3 separate regions of the Sus scrofa genome follow, and all the other regions are linked to region 3. Evidence: chromatin contacts called from public HiChIP or PLAC-seq data. All regions are on one chromosome and are shown on one strand. The core of a region is the stretch at or near the end of the contact, and the rest is flanking DNA. Distances in the headings are between cores, read along the strand shown. Region 1 holds the start of RPSA (ribosomal protein SA). Region 2 overlaps LOC110256577 (a long non-coding RNA gene). Region 3 holds the start of SLC25A38 (solute carrier family 25 member 38).

Region 1 (2,700 bases), core at 21-2,520, 42 kb before region 3:
GGTCTAGGTGTGAGTAGAGAAAGGGGAGCCAAGGGCCAAATGGCAGGAAACCATCCATCACGTAAACAACAGGATTCCCTTAGAAGACAAAGAAAAGCAGCAATCTCCAGAATGACAGGAAACCACACATCTTGGAGACATAAGTGCCCTGGAGGAAAACTAAGAAAGGTGGGAAAAGACAGTAATTTCAAGGGTCTGAATGTAACCAGTTTGCACATTATACCTTCATTACAATGAAATTAGCCTTGCCGGTAAAGTTTCCATTATGCACAACTTCATGACATTTCAGGTAAAAACTAAATAAGGACAAAAATCCCTTTCTTTGGGAAGGTGCAGCTGGAATGAAAATAAGAGAACATGACCCCTCACACACACCCCCCACCAATGACTGTAACACCCACTCATTTGTATAAGCGCTCACAAATGGTATGCCAAATGCAGGGCATAAAGAAAGAAAACCATAAAACTCAGAGCTTGGCCGAGCTTGCGCAGTACTTATACTCAGGCTGTAGGTGATCGCCGTTACTATTTTCCACATTTTGCGCTTTAATAGTAAGGTGAAATGGCTTTTAAAGCGCATGCAGCGGCTCCAGGAGACACGCAGCAACAGAACAGAACATGATGTAGCCAGGTGCAATCAAGAACCCACCACAAAGCTCCCAGCAATGCATCTTCCGCCCCTAATCAGAAAAAGCGTTCCGTGCGCTTCTCACCCAGGAAGCCGCCTACATTCTTTGGGAGTACTTTCGCCTCCGCCCCTTAATAAACTGCTTCATTTCTGTCTACCCCACAATTTCTGTGACTTCTAATTTGCATTCCTTGTCCAAATTCTTTTGGACAGAACCTGGACCTTTTATTTAGCCTGTCCAGCATCAGAAATTCTAACTCCTGAACGGGGAACAGGGAAAACCGACAAGCCCAAGAAACTGGAGAATATCGGCGGCTAAATCTCTGGGTTTACCGCCGAATGTTGAAGCGACAACAATGCTTTGCGTAGGCCTAACTCTAGGCATCCTGCCCACCGGCACCCGGGGTCGAGGCCCCAGTCTGCTTCCGAGGCCTTGTGGGAACACACGGGCCCGAGTCCCGCCACGTGCAGGCCGCCCGACCTGAAGGGGAGCGCGCCGGCCCGAGACAGACGCGCTCCGTCTGAAAACTTCCCCCCAGGTCCCCGCACTGCTCCTCTGAACGAGAAGCTCGCTCTGGTGGCCTTGGGGGACGCCCGGACACCCACAAACAACTCACCAAGAACAACGCCGTGTGGACCCCGGTCTGGGCAGCGCGGAAAGGAAGGGTAAGCGGAAATGACGTCCTTATATAGTCTGCTGCCAGCCAATGACAACGAAGAGCCGAGCGGAAGGGCGAACTAAGCAGGCAGTCATGGGGGCGGGCCTTCCTCCGGAAGACCGGCTGCGGCGTTGCGGTGGACGTCAGCGAAGTCCCTCGCGGGCTGGGTCCTGGGAGCGCACGGTTTGTGTGCAGGGACGCGTCCGGGAAACCAGCCAACCAGCCAGTCGGGCATCCGAGTTCCTTCGCAGCTTTTCGTACCTATCAACTTGAGTGGTCTCTCTTGTAAGCTGCAGTTTCCTTACGTGCAAAGGGGTGTTGAACACAAGCTTGTTTTGGGTAAACAAAAGCTGGAAAACTCATTTTGATTTTTTTGGAGGACAAGTTACTGTGTAATTCAGATTTTTAAAAAGTTATCTTCACAGCATTGTAAACCAAGTATACTCCAATATAAAATAAAAAATTAACAAGTCTCCTAGGAAAAAATTATTTTACAGGAAGTTTGGGGGGGGCAGAACAAGACTGCAGGAATAGTTTGCATACTTTTTTTCTTGTGGAGTGAAAATTATAATATCCATTAATAGATTAGTTAGTATTTATTCCACCCAATACCATAAAGTCCTTAAAAAAATAAAATACTTTAGTCCCCGCTTTGGTGCAGTGCGGTCCGTGGGCATCTTGGGAGCGCTGGGACAAAGATTTGATTCCCGGTCCTGGACGATGGGTTAAGGACCCCGCGTTGCTGCACCCAGGTAGCCACTGGATGTCTGATCCGATACCTGGCTAGAGAACTCCATATACCACCTGGTGGCCAAAAAAGGAAAAAAATAATAAAGTGGTTTAAAAATAAAATGAGTTCCTATTGTGGTTCAGTGGTTACCAACCCAACTAGTATGCATGAGGTTGCAGGTTTGATTCCAGGCCTTGCTCACTGGGTTAAGCCCAGCTTTGCAGAGGCTGTGATGTAGGCCGGCAGCTCCTGCTGCAATTCAACCTCTAGCCCAGGAACTTCCATATGCCACAGGTGTGGCCCTAAAAAGCAAAAAAGTTTAAAAATTAAAAAGAAATACATTCTATGGTACAAAAGGGAGTTGCCGGATGAGGGCGATTATTTTGAGAAATTGAAACCCTAGGCATTAAATTATTGTAAAGAAAACTGGAGTTCCCTCCTGGTGCAGCAGGTTTAGGTTTCCACGCTGTCACTGCTATGACTCCTTTCGCTGCTGTGGTGCAGATTCTCTGTATGCCCTGGTCTTAAGAATCAATCAATCAGTCTATCAATCAATGCCTGATTATTAGGCGTATGAAGATTTAAGCCTGGTTGCACTTAGAATTACTTGGAGTTTTTTCTGTTTGCTTCTTTTTTTAAAGGCTGTATCCCCAACTTGTGGAAATTCCACCGCTGCTGCAGCA
Region 2 (2,700 bases), core at 191-2,690, 56 kb after region 3:
GTCCAGGTTACTGCACTTGTCCCTGTGGTGCATCTACGTGCCCATACCTTTGTAAATAGCAATTTATTAATCAACCATCTGTCTCTATAGATTTTAACCTGGACCCAGCTCAGGTGCCTCCCCAGGACTGCTCAGCCTCGCTGGCCTTCTGAACACTGGCTGCCTCCCAGCCAGAGCACCCCAGTGGGGGCCCATACGGTCCCCAGCATTCTAAGTGTAGGTCTCCACCTCCTGAGCCTCAATTCCTGGTACTGCCAGCATCTCAGTTTCCCCGGGGATGAGGTGAAGGCTGTTGGGCAGCCCCAGTCATGCCCACAGCACCAGGGACATGACAGCTCTGCTTCTAGGTCTGACCTGCCTACACCCATGGAGCCTCTGGCTTTCCCATCAGCTGCGCAGAGAGCTCAGGTTACACAACCCACAGATGCAGGGATGTGAATGCCAGGGGAATGTGGACCAAAGAGACAGAAAAACTGATGATTAAACTGCTTGTCTTTTGTCCTTGCAGGCAATGCTCTAGGAGGCAGCAGTTCCCTGGGGCCCTAGCAAAAGTCCCACATGACCAGGGGACCAGCCTTACTTTCTCATGAGGCTGTAGCCAGCTCAGGAATAAACCACTTTGTATTGCTTTTTCTCTCCTAACATCACTTCCCTTGAATCACACGCCCCAATATGGCATTTCTACACAGGCTTTGCCTAGGCCTTTGTTTTCTAGGGAAGGAGTTAAAACAGGCATTGAAAGGGCTGTGCTTTGGGGAATCAGGCTCAGTGTGGGCCTCAGACAGAGGTCATATCCTTCCCAGCCCAGACCTAGTCTCCATCCTCCTTGGGCAGGGGTTAAGCCATAAAGACCAGGCTCCAGACCTGAGGGACCACAGGGTGCCCCAGGCCATTCAGGTGCCACCTCCCCTCACCTCTCTGGATCGGCATCCTAGGCTCTGGGGACTCCCCTTACCTTTCTGCCACATTGGTCATTGATTTTAAAAGGTGTTTTAAAATAATTATCCAGTGTCTTAGGTGTTCTGTACCAGGAGGGCGCTTCTAGACCTTCTCATTGCCTAAATTACCTGGAAATTCTCCTTCTTTCTCTATTTATTTCTCTCCCTCTGTCTTTTCCTTTCATCCCTCCCAGGGTTTGGCATAGGTGTGTCTCTGGGAAGCCTCCAGTGGAATTCAAAGTTCTGCATGCCTTGTCCCCAGTCCCAGCTCAGGGCTCTGTGGAGTATATCTACAAGAGAATGTCATAAATCTGCTAGAACTGGGTAGTCAGTCAGAGAGCAGGCGCACTAGGTGTGCAGCCTGGAGAGGTCCTAGAGAGGACCTGGTCCCTCCTTCAAGTCATGCAGAGCAGGAAATGGGCAGGCACGCACGCGTGGGCTCAGCCTCCAGCCAGCCAGCTCTGCTACTCACACAGTTAGAGGGAGGGTAGAAAGAATGACTCAAAAGCGGTTTTGAAAATATCTGCCCACAACTACGGTTGGTCAACTGTTGCATGGCTCTGACTCACTGTACAAGGAAGCGTGTGCCCTTCCATCACAGTGAGGTTCCAAATGACATCATCTGTGAGATGTGGCATCAGCCTATGTGCCTCGAACATACTGTTCAGAATCAATTATCTGGCACATAGAGGGTCAGGAAAAAAGCAGCTGCCAATAAAGACAGAGAAGAATGAGCAGTTTTCAGGAATCCTCTGTGTGCCAGCTGCCTGCCTTTCTGCAGGTCCTCCCGACTGTTCTTCCAGCCCAGGTTGTAGTCAAAACCCAGCCTCCTGTACACCAGTACCAATTGAGTCTCAGAGACAGAATTTTGGGTAAAGCAGAAACAACAGCAGGCTTACACCTTCAAAACTGTGTCCTCCCTTTAGCAAGGGGTTTTATAGGTTTAGCTAAAAAAAAACCCAAGAAAACAGAAAACAAAAAACAAAAACAAAACAGGGCTGGTGAAAAGGATTAGGGTGCTTGCTTTCTTCTCCCTCCATAGATTATTTCAAAGTCATCAAGGCTGGAGTCTGGTGGTCTAGTGACTGTTTCTGGTGGTTCTTAGGGTTATCACACCTTGACTTTCTCCCTGCAGTGAAATTTGCTCACAAAAGGAAGGGGACTTTAGGGGGTGTTTCAAAGGAAAACACTAGGCCCACAATAAAACTCCAACTAGAAAGTAATCATTAGTAAAAGAAAGTATTTAAGCAAGGAAGAAATCATTTGTAAAAAGCCAGTTAGAGGAAGTTAGTGGGCCAAGGCAGGGCATAACATAACACAGACTGTTTTAACTAGTTTTTAGCTGTTACAGTATTTCGTAGTCATCAACTTTTTTTTTTTTTTGCACCCACAGCATATGGAAGTTCCCAGGCTAGGGGTCAAATCTGAGCTGTAGCTGCCGGCCACAGCCACAGCCACAGCCACATGGGATCCAAGCCGTGTCTGCGACCTACACCACAGCTCACAGCAACGCCAGATCCTCGACCCCACTGAGCGAGGCCAGGGACTGAACCCACATCCTCATGGATACTAGTCAGATTTGTTTCTGCTGTGCCACAGCAGGAACTCCCTTAATCATTAACTCTTGAGTCAGCCTTTTAAGACTGAGGGAAGGCCTGGGAGACTAAAGGAAAAGCCTTTTGCTTCACAACACGAGGACTCAGGGGCTTGTACACAGTCACTTAAGTGGGTATCCTGGGACCAGGTGCAGGGTCTCCAAAGA
Region 3 (2,700 bases), core at 36-2,535:
CTGCCCTGAGCGCAGGTGGACCATAACCTTGACCTCAGAGAGGAAAGCTTCCGCCGCCGCTGCAGACCAGCGCTCCCAGCCTAAGGCCAAGCGGCAACTAAGCCTCGTTTCACCACGAGTAGTAACTCAGCGGGACCTTCCTCCTAGCCCCGCCTGCCCAGCCCCGCCTCCGCCCCCACCAATAGCAGCCCCGCGACACGACCATGGCAGCCAATCCAGACATGGGAGGGGCGTGGCTTGGAGGCTCAAGCAAACAGCAACTGCTCCAGGCAAGCCGCGAAGTGGGGGATACCCAGAGGGTCCTCTCGTCCAGCTTGTGGGAGCGGTACAGTCCGAACCCACCTCCCTCGAGGACCGACCGCTTCCTAGGCTTAGCGCTACTACCAGGCCTTGCAATGGTCCAAATATCTACCCAGGTGTCCTCCCATCTGTCACTTTAGACTTCCAAATCAAAGCAACTTCCTGTAGCACTCGCACCTCATTCCGGGCCACACGGGCACATTCCCCTCATACCTCCCAAGGCCCCAGCAATTCCGCCTATCTCTACCCAATGTAGTATCGAGACCTCTGCTTGCCTGTCCCAAGGGTTGGACTGCAACTTCTTTCCTTCTCCCTCCCTCTTTTAATCTTAGTCAAACTCCATTTCTGCTGCCAGGTCCCCAACCTGTTATGCGTGTATCTGGGGCGCAAAAAAAAAAAAAAAAAAAAAAAGGTTCACCGTGGGCTGCTGAGCCTCGGCAACCTTCCACATTTCCCTCCCCAAGCCGACGATGCAGGAACCCCTGCCTTCCCTTCCTCGCACTTTACCATAAGAGTTTCCACTCTGTCTCCAACATCCTGAGGCTGCAGCAGCGCCGGGCGTGACTTCTGGATCATTGGAGGGGAGGCCTGCGAGTGTACTGGGCCCGGGTTGCCGACCGTGGGAACTCAGGTCCGACCCTGGAGGTCCTGGAGAAGACAACTCGATGGCGGTAGCCAGGCGACGCGTTCTACTGCGGGGGCCTCTTTGTAGTCTGCGCCAGTCAGGGGTCCCGGCCTGCGAGCCCACTGCCCTTGTGTGCTCCAGGCGCCTCTCTTCACTCGCTTCGCAGACTCTGCGGCCCTGCTGTCCTGCCCATCATGCCCTGCTGCCGACTTGATGACTTGAGAATATTAGCCTGGGTGCGACCGGGAGGTGGAGAAAGCGGGAGGAACTGGATAGAACAGCTGGATTTAGCTTCCGGGGTTGGAAACGCGTCACGCGCTGGCGAGGGTGTGCTCTTTAGTGCCACCTGGTGGAGAGATCTGAAACTGCAGGATTTGTGGCTTTCTTGTGCCCAGAGCTTACTAGGTCGGTCATCTGCGCCGACGTATGCTTTTGAGGGCCCGGTTGGAGAACAGCTACGGTCGAGACCTGCTGTGACCTATAGGGTTGCCAGTAGCCATCTATGGCTGTATAACACTTGAAATATGGCTAGTGTGACTGAAGACCAGAATTTTACATTTCATTTAATTTTAATTAACTTTTTTAAAAAACCGAAGCAATGTGGAATATTTTCCGGTTAAACAGGAGTTTTTTGTTTTGGCACATCCACATTTCCCTTTAAACGCTGAAAACTTCACCTCAGAAATGTGCTGAAGAGATTTTTTAAAACATGGCGAGGAGTTCCCATTGTGGTGCAGTGGTTAACGAATCCGACTAAGAACCACGAGATTGTGGGTTCGATCCCTGGCCTTGCTCAGTGGGTTAAGGATCTGGCGTTGCATGAGCTGTGGTGTAGGTCACAGACGAGGCTCGGATCCCCCTTTGCTGTGGCTCTGGCGAAGGTGTCTACAGCTCCAATTCGACCCCTAGCCTGGGAACCTCCATATGCCGTGGGAGCGGCCCAAGAAATGGCAAAAAGACAAAAATAAGTAAATAAATAAAACATGGCAATAAGATAAAATAATCTCCTGAGTAATCTTTACATTATTACATAATGAAACTGATACTGGAAAGATGTTACCTGAATCCAGGTTCTTATTCAAGGGAGGGGAAGAATGAACCTCACTAACACACAGGTAGCAAGCCAGCCAAGTCTTTATTACAGGAAAGCAAACAACTCCCAGGACAGCTGGGAGGGAGAAGGAGTCCCCCCTTCCTATTGTCCTATAGGGTTTTTTATCCCTTAAAGATAGGGGTTACCAACATGGGTTCCAGAAAGATGCAGTTTTCTCTCATTGGCCTTGCCCAATTACTTATATCAGTCCTTGTCCAATAGGGGTTTTAGGGGTGGAAATGTCCCATAACGCTCAAGGTTTCTTTGCCCTTCTCTTCCCATAGACTGAGTCACTTGGGGTTAGAGATTAATGTCCATCTGGGCATAGGTACACTCCCTGTAGTAAACAAGGTCTGTGGGGATGTTACTCCCTGGAGCCCTTAAACCGTAAATGTTAATCGATAGCCATATCAAAGAATGCATCGAAGCCCATACTCCTATACTGACTACCTGAGTTATTATTCCACCTCAAAACGACATTTTGGGTGTATTGAATGAGGTGAAATAATTTTCAAAATTAGTTTTACCTCTTGCTTTTTTAGTGTGGCTACTAGAACACTTAGGATTATACTAGTGGCAGAGTTCCCGTCAGTGGTTAATAAACCCGACTAGTGACCATGAGGTTTTGCATGCAGCCCTAAAAAAAAGATTATACTAGTGGCTTGAACTACTTTTCTATTGG

The links. HiChIP or PLAC-seq counts read pairs in DNA pulled down with a chosen protein or histone mark.
Region 1: a contact with region 3 is called in an H3K27ac HiChIP or PLAC-seq map of alveolar macrophages. The contact joins the promoter of RPSA here to the promoter of SLC25A38 in region 3. A contact is called at or near these places in 1 of 5 promoter capture datasets (liver), 7 of 47 Hi-C or Micro-C datasets (adipocytes, alveolar macrophages, embryonic fibroblasts and 3 more) and 2 of 2 datasets of contacts at active chromatin or transcription factors (alveolar macrophages and skeletal muscle).
Region 2: a contact with region 3 is called in an H3K27ac HiChIP or PLAC-seq map of alveolar macrophages. The contact joins the enhancer-like site here to the promoter of SLC25A38 in region 3. A contact is called at or near these places in 1 of 5 promoter capture datasets (liver), 6 of 47 Hi-C or Micro-C datasets (alveolar macrophages, blood, embryonic fibroblasts and 1 more) and 1 of 2 datasets of contacts at active chromatin or transcription factors (alveolar macrophages).

Annotation. Positions count from the first base shown.
Region 1 is chr13:24,071,121-24,073,820 of Sscrofa11.1, reverse strand. It overlaps RPSA (ribosomal protein SA), which reads right to left and starts at 1,270. Exons shown (of 7, transcript NM_001037146.2): 1 at 1,246-1,270.
Region 2 is chr13:23,973,016-23,975,715 of Sscrofa11.1, reverse strand. All of the region lies in intron 2 of LOC110256577 (a long non-coding RNA gene), which reads right to left. Among named protein-coding and RNA genes, the nearest start is that of CX3CR1, 17 kb to the right of the region's middle. Within about 2 kb of position 1,440, at least 14 of the 83 cell types and tissues checked have an H3K27ac peak or open chromatin away from gene starts, as enhancers often do. A contact at or near this core is called in alveolar macrophages and embryonic fibroblasts, where this site is marked.
Region 3 is chr13:24,029,156-24,031,855 of Sscrofa11.1, reverse strand. SLC25A38 (solute carrier family 25 member 38) reads right to left here and starts at 1,285. Exons shown (of 7, transcript XM_003358375.2): 1 at 808-1,285. The coding sequence starts at 876.